Linked DNA regions of Sus scrofa: region 1 is linked to region 2. The links are chromatin contacts, called in public HiChIP or PLAC-seq maps. All regions are on one chromosome and are shown on one strand. The core of a region is the stretch at or near the end of the contact, and the rest is flanking DNA. Distances in the headings are between cores, read along the strand shown. Region 1 holds the start of PAPOLG (poly(A) polymerase gamma). Region 2 holds the start of KIAA1841.

Region 1 (3,733 bases), core at 890-3,389, 280 kb after region 2:
ATGTTGATGAAGGGCTATTCATACTGCCTCAAGCTCTCATGGTTAGGATGTCTTTCAAGCCAAAAGCAGCCTGTGTTGGCATCAGGACAACTGTGCCAATACCACTCAGCTCAAATGCAAAGAGCCTGAATGGGAGCTGGGCCAGGGCCACCTTCACTACACCCTGCAGACTTAAGCACCATCTACATTCAATCTCTGAAAAGCAGTCAGCCACTTGAAAGAAAACTCTAAGTAAAAACATTTGTTTTTCCCCCTCTCAGGAAAGAAACAAAAGCATCCCATTTAGTAGGTCCTTGTGAAATATTCTAGCTTTTAAAAAGAAATCACAACTATGTTTGTTCCTGAGAAGCCTACATTAACATCCTTTGCTTGAATCAGCCGCCACAGTCTATGACTCTAGTTAATTGTTTTCATTTAGATGGATACAACTATGAATCTTGGGTCCCACTTTCTTATCTCTATGCTGAGAAAGTTGATCATCAAGGGGCCTACTAGCACTAAAATTCCAATTCCATGGTTCTGAACATCCCTCACCTAGTCAGGAAAACAAAAGCAAGCAACAGAAGCCTACATTTCCCTCAACTCATCATTTTAACTTATAGGTAAACACCTTGGAGAAATTCTAGTTCAAGTGTACCAAAAGGCATGTACAAGAATGTTCACTACCACAGTTAACATTAAAAACTTAGAAATAAGACAATCACCAACAGGAAAAGGACTAAATTAGGGTGTTATCCCTACAATGGAATACAATACAGTAGTTAATATGAATTAATTAGAGCTGAAAACATTATCATGGACAAATCTCAAAGATACTATGTTTCACTATGGAAACTGCAGAATGACAAGTGTGATACTAGTTATATGAAGCTTAAAAACAAGTAAAACAATGCCAATTTGGAACATACATGTATAGCAATAGCAAAAAAAAAAAAAAATGCAGCAATGAGCATAAAATTCAGAACTGTGGGGAACTCTGGGGGAGGGGGTGAATGGGACCAAAGGAGGAGGGGGTAGGAGAATCCTTCAGATATACTCATTATGCTTGGTTTCTTTTAAATAAAGATGTGTATAAACACACACACACACACACACACACACACACACAGCACGTTATGTTTGGGGAGAGATGGATGGTGGCTACACAAATGCTGCTTATGCTATTCCTTGCATTTTTCTGTATGTTCAAATTATTTCCTAATAAACCAAAATGTCAAAAGCTTAAAATCCTGCCAGGAGGACACCGTTTCTGACTTACCCAAGTATGAGCAGGAGGAAGAGACCCGCAGATGCACGGTGGATAGGTGGGGAGGCCAGGGGAGGGTGAAAACAGCACAACCTTTATTAAAGAGAAACCCATGGGCTGGGGTAGGTCATTCACTCTTGAAGACCTGGAGACCGCAGGTCATGAAGACGGAGGAGGAGGAGGTAGGGGGATGGTATTTGCGCCAATGCAGACTGGAGCAGAAACCGGCTCAGACAGTGCTGGGGGCAGGACTGTGACCGACAATTTCTCCCTACGGACACACGAGCCTCTCTCCCGCCGCAACCTCATTTGGGGGCGTCCTCAGAGGTGGGGCAGCCAGGCGCAGATGGGGGTCTCCTGGAGTCCCCGAGTCTGTGCAAGGGTGCCAGGTGAGCGCCCAGTGTGTAGGGAGGTGCCCTTGTCGACCGGCCGGGTGCAGGGAAGGAGACCACCCTGCAGTGCTCCGGCCAGAACGCGGGGGCAGGAAACGAAAGCGGGATCCCGGGCCGACCATCCCTGCCCACTCCGTTCTGCCTCTCCCCCAACCGCCGCCCCCCAACACTTACGCAGACATCTCTTTCATCGCTTCCTGCGTCCCCCTCACCGGCGAGTGCCTTTCGCTCTGGAGTCCTGTTCTTGCTCTTCCCTTCTCCTCCTGTCCACTTTCCTCCGCTCGTTTGCAGCTCGCTTCCTCGCTCTCTTACTCTCTCACTTACTACGGCCGAGGCATCCAACCGAGTAGTGAAAACACCACAAAACCGGCTCTATTTATGACAATACAGCGCGGCCGACGCCAATATGGCGCCGCTTCCCAGCCTGCCTCTCGCCCGCCGTGGCCCCGCCCCTTGAGACCTGGACCCGCCCCCTCCCCACCCCGCCCCCTCCCCCTGGGTCCCGGAGGCTCCGGGTGCCCCGCCCATAGGAGGGGAACCGGCTCGGGCTGCAAACATAGGTCTCAAGGAGTGTTTGGTTCCTTCCTTTGTTCAGTGGGACTGTCAATCCAGGCTAACTGCTAGGAAGGTAATTTGGGACGTGTTTTCCTGTTTCTCTTATGAGAGCCTATATCATATATTTTAAAAAAGATCACAACCTTGCATAGAAAATACTATTTTAACTCTTTCATTATGCCACACCTTTAATTTAATAGGTCATAGTCATAGTCTAATCAATTCAGCCCTTGAGGAGATTATGTCCTGAGAAGGTCACACCCAGGAACGTGTGACTTTGCAATAACCCCAGAGAAGAGCAAGCTTGTCAATTGGAGGCTAACTGTTCCCTTCACCTCTAAGTACCTCCCCCTGATTAATGACGTTCTAGTAAAGTGGAAGAGGTTGATAGGAATGCTCGCAGTTTGTGATAGGATAAATAGAACACAATGAAAATCTCACACTTTTGAATATTGGAAATCGTGTTTCATGTGAGGATGAAAATGGTAAAGTGATGACAAATTTTAAAATGTCAAAGGGTAGAAATAATTTAAAACAGTAAGTCATTATAAGGAAAAGAATGTGAAGAAGCTTTTTCTTGGAATGTGACTCAGAGTCATAGTAGATAGAGAGTACATATAGAATCATTCATTCAAAAATATTTATTGAAAACCTAATTTGTGTCAAGCACTGTGGTAGGCTTCAGTGATTTAGTTGTGCACAAAACCAGAGGTATTCTCTTTTTTGGTAGGCCTGAGGCATGCAGAAGTTCCCATGCTAGGGATGAACCCATGCCATAGCTGTAACCAGAGCCACAGGGGTGACAATGCCAGATCCTTAACCTGCTGAGTCAAAAGGTAACTCCCAGATGTATTGTTTAGTGAGGAGACAATTGAATATAAGTGATATTCTTCTGTTGTAGAAACAAATCACCTACTATGTGTCAGGCACTAGAGATACTTAATTCCTGCTCTCAAAAGTTCAGTCTAGTGAAGGAGAATAAGCACATAGAGAGATCACTAAAATACAGTACAGTCTGTGATGGGATGCGGTTAGGAGATTTTGGGAGGCCCAAAGAGGGCCAATTAAACCTGGGGACAGGGGATGCTCAATAGTGGCTTTCTGGAATAGGGCATGTGCTTAAATTAGCAAGATTTGGGAATAGGGATTGGGTACAGGTGGTAGGGAGATGGCAAAACCTATCCCAGGCAGGATATAGTAATTGCTATCAAGGGCTTCAATGCCAGGGAGACCCAAATTCGAATTCTAGTTTTGGTACTTTCTAGTTTTGTGACCTTAGGGAAATTAACCTTAAAAAGCCCTTTCCTGTCTTTAAAATGAAGTTAATAGGATTGTAAAAGAATTAGAAGGGTATGTAGAGCCAAAATGAAAATTCAGACAGGCAAGAAATATCACTTTATTTTCTAAAACTTAATTTTTGACCTCAAGCTCCTCATTCTGAGCTGGCAGACACAGACCGTCTTGGTCATCCAGGGTCTCTCCCTTCCCACTTCTTGAGATCAAGGAATCAGGGGGAGTTAGGACAAATTGTACACAGCTG
Region 2 (4,053 bases), core at 178-2,677:
TTATCCAGTATTAATTTCACTTAAATCAAAGTTCAAGAAAGCATCCCTTAGAGTCAGAATGTAAGTATGAAAGGCATAGCACTGAATACATAAATTCTCTCAGAATAGCTGGCACAGTGCATCCCATTCTGGAAAAGAAGTACAGACTTATCGAAAACTGACAATGGGGAAAAATTTGAAGCTCAAATTGCAGTATTACTAGATCTACTCCTATTCATGATAGAACAAGAAAAAGGTATTTTTTAGGCGTTCCCTGGTGGCTCAGAGGGTTAAGGATCTGGTGTTGTCTCTGAAGTGGCCCAGGTTTGATCCCTGGCCAGGGAACTTCTGCATGCCACAGGCAAGACCAAAAACAAAAACCTCTTCAACGTGAAACATGTTATTTGCCAAAAATAAAACTTCTATTTGTTTAACACACTACACTTTTTAAGAACACATCTCATGTCCTCTCTCCCTTTCCCATAATGCTGGATTATTTAAATGTATTAATAAGACCAATCCAAGTAATTAAGACAAAATAGAGGTCCACGACTGGCATCTGCTTTTTCCGTTTTTTCAAATATAAAAATGGTCTTGCAGACAGACTTGTTTTCCTAGGCAGTGGAGGATAGTAAGTGGGGGTGGGGGGCGGCATCAGAGCAGGTCAAAGGCCTTTGGCATAACAGAGTGGGCTATAACACGGAGTCACCCAGCACTGGGGTATAAGCCTTGTGCCCTGGCTTTCCGACACAACTGAGAACCGAGGCAGCTGGCTTTCATTGTGAAGGAGCAAAGAAAACCACAGCTGAAACGCAGGATAACGGGATCAAAGCCCTGCAAACCTTCGGCCCAGGGATTACGGCGCGGCACATCCTCAAGGCACCCCAGTCCTTTTCAGACTCTCGGCCTCCCCCGCACGGATCGAAACTCTCTGGGTGCACAGCGAGCCGGGGGCGGACAAAGGAGCCTGGCGGGTAACGGGACGAGGCGGGGGCAGTTGCTGGGAAGGGACCCGGGCGAGGCCGAGCTTGCAGACTTTGGGGCTCCCTCAGGTGGTCTGCAGGCTTCGGGGCTCTGGAGCAGACAGGGCCGGCAGGCTGTGGGCTGCGTGTGGGGCGTTTGGGGGCACTTTGGGCGAATAGGATGCCGGCCCAGCTCAGCCCTCCTCTTAGGGAGGAGGCCATGGAGGGAACTTGCTAGGTGCCCGCGGTACCGCCTCTCGCCGCACTTCCCGCCCCTAGCCGGCACCTGAACCCCCTCGGCGTCTCGCTCACCTCCACAAGGCCGCGGCGACCTTCGCTGCGTCTCCTTCACCGGCAGAAGCCAGCACTGCCGGGGCCATGAAGACCCCACAACCCAACCCGCAAACCCGGCCGGGGCGTCCTAGTTAGCTGTCCTTGTTAGCCCACAGGCGGCGGCGGGGTACCAGCGCCAGGGGCGGGGAAACGCCGGATCGACCCCGCCCGCCAATCGCAGGCCAGCGCCTCTGCAGCGGAGCCAATGAGAGACGAGATCCTGCTGCGCGGGCGGGAGTAGAGAAGCTGCGGTGGTGAGCGGGCGCCGCGCCTAGCCTAAGCCTTTTTCTTCCCCGCCCCCCTCGCATTCACTCCCTCAGGCTTGCCGCAGTGCAGCGTTGCCATCCTTTCAGCGTCTTGTCTCTTAGCAACCACATGCCCCGACCCTGAACTTAGGTGATCAACTCTGAGTCCAGAAGAAAGCGGAGCATAGGGGAAGTAGAAGAACTCAGATAAAGAATGAATTAAAACCGTTGTTGGCTTTGTATAGCTCCTTAGGTCAAGTAGAATGGGAAAGTTGCATGATCTGAGGGACATGGAAAGTATTTGGGTGAAGCATTGTCTTCAGCAGGAAGCATCTCTTGAAAAATGTAAATAGCTGTGGGTTACACATTAAGTTTTCATACATTAATAGGTTCAGCAAGTATGAACATTAAAGTTAGGCAAGATTTGTACCACAAAGAAGCTAGTTAGGTAAATTCTTAAAGAGAAGCTATTTGGTCTCTACTCCCTCTCTTCCTTTTTTTTTAATATATTTTTTTAATTTTAATTTTTTAATTACTCAAATGAATTTATCACATCTGTAGTTGTGTAATGATCATAACAATCTGATTTCACAGGATTTCCATCCCCCACCCCCCAAACTATCTCCTCCAGAGACCATAAGTTTTTCAATATCTGAGTCAGCATCTGTTCTGCAAAGAAGTACAATCTGTCCTTTTTTCAGATTCTACATGTCAGTGAAAGCATTTGATGTTGGTGTCTCATTGTATGGCTGACTTCACCTAGCATGGTAGTTTCTAGGTCCATCCATGTTGCAAAAAATCCTGGTATTTCGTTCTTTTTAATGACTGAGTAATATTCCATTGTGTACCACATCTTCTTGATCCCCTCCTCTGTCAATGGACATTTAGGTTGTTTCCATGTTTTGGCTATTGTAAATAGTGCTGCAGCCCTGTCTTCCTTTTGTAATCAGATAGGTTAGGGGGTACCCAGAGAAACAGAACCAGGAATGGCTTTCTTGAAATAAGGGAAGCCATTTTGGTCTATGCCATTTTGTGATCTATGCCTGGCCACAATGCTTGCCCTTGAAATAATGATCTTAAGGGAACAAAGGAGTGCAAGAACAGAGAAAAGGCAGTGATAGAGCAGAGTCCTAGCTCCTCCTCAAGAGATATTCATAATGATCCGTCTTTGAGTTCTGCAGGAACTAAGGCCCCCACCCAGGTGTAGGATGGAATAATGATGTTAATCCTCCGGCCTTCAATCAACTAAGACTTGGACTCAGCCAATCTTTGCCCCAAGTCTATGCTGAATTTTCCTCCACTCAAGCACCTTCATGAAATTGCATGTGCCTTTACCTGAAAACTTATCCAATTTTGCTATTCAGGGAGACACTGCTTTGGGAAAGATCTTCATTGTTCTTACTTGGGGCAACCCAGTTTTCAGATAACACTTTCACATAAGCTTGAACTCAGTTGTGATGGCGGTGAGGCAGCTTAAGCCACAAGGATAAGAACAACCCATGTGGGATTGATTGCAGAGAAATAATAGAAGGAACCTGGGTCCTGAATTACCTTTTGAGGCAAAGCTGCATAACAGGCCTCAGACTGTCTGCCTACCTCCGAACTGTTACATGAGAAAAATGTTTGTCTTGCTTTAGCCACTAAAAAAAACAATACAAAAAACAGATGTATTTTGCATCTGTTGTTACAGAAGCTCACTGTATTCCCTAAAAGAGAAAGTTAGTCCCTGAAAGTGATGTGCTACAGTAACAAAGATCTAAGGTACATGTGGCAGGTAGACACAAACTGCAGGCTGGTGACTCTTCCCAAACATATTTTCACCTGCTTTAACTTGAAAGGCAGATTATTAAGCCTAGGGTTCTGAGTGAAGTGGTTTAGAAAAGGTCAGAATGTGAGTTTCTTGTTGACTGCCACTGTGCTTTTAGCAAGGTTTGGTCAAAAGAAATAAAGTCAGTTAATTAACCAGTTTGCAGGCAGACAGAAGAGAATGGAGCTCTGCTACTGGACTCCATCCATAACATCTGTTCTTGCTGTTGATCTACTGTGCATCTCTGAGGAATCAATTTAGGTACTTAACATCTGAAGCTTTTCTTCACCACTCTCCAGCCTTTTCTAGAACAATATATGTTTATAGAATGACAGAACTAGAAAGGATCCTTGAGATAACTTCTTCAGTCTTTTCATTTTAAGGTCAAACAGATTAAGTTCAAGTGACTTGTCCTACTCCTTAGGTTGAATGACATTTGCCCAAGGAAGACTCCTTTTCTTCCTTCTTTTTTTTTAATAGCCACATCCCTGACAGGAAATTGAATCTGAACCACAGCTGTGGCAATTCCAGATCCTTTAACCCACTGCACTGGGCTGGGATCCAACCTGTGTCTCTGCAGTGACCCAAACAGTTGGAGGAAGAATCTTGGGCATTGTGCAGATGTTTGTTCCTGAGGCCTTTTCTGTGGAATGGGCAATCTCACTTAAAACTTCATCCACTTCCTGTCCTCACCCAGTCTAAACCTTCTTATACGATCATCTATCCC

The links. HiChIP or PLAC-seq counts read pairs in DNA pulled down with a chosen protein or histone mark.
Region 1: an H3K27ac HiChIP or PLAC-seq map of alveolar macrophages shows a contact between it and region 2. The contact joins the promoter of PAPOLG here to the promoter of KIAA1841 in region 2. A contact is called at or near these places in 1 of 5 promoter capture datasets (liver) and 1 of 2 datasets of contacts at active chromatin or transcription factors (alveolar macrophages).

What each region holds. Positions count from the first base shown.
Region 1 is chr3:81,023,230-81,026,962 of Sscrofa11.1, forward strand. It overlaps PAPOLG (poly(A) polymerase gamma), which reads right to left and starts at 2,140. Exons shown (of 22, transcript XM_003125108.5): 1 at 1,813-2,140. The coding sequence starts at 1,829.
Region 2 is chr3:80,744,879-80,748,931 of Sscrofa11.1, forward strand. It overlaps KIAA1841, which reads right to left and starts at 1,428. Exons shown (of 20, transcript XM_021087516.1): 1 at 1,254-1,428.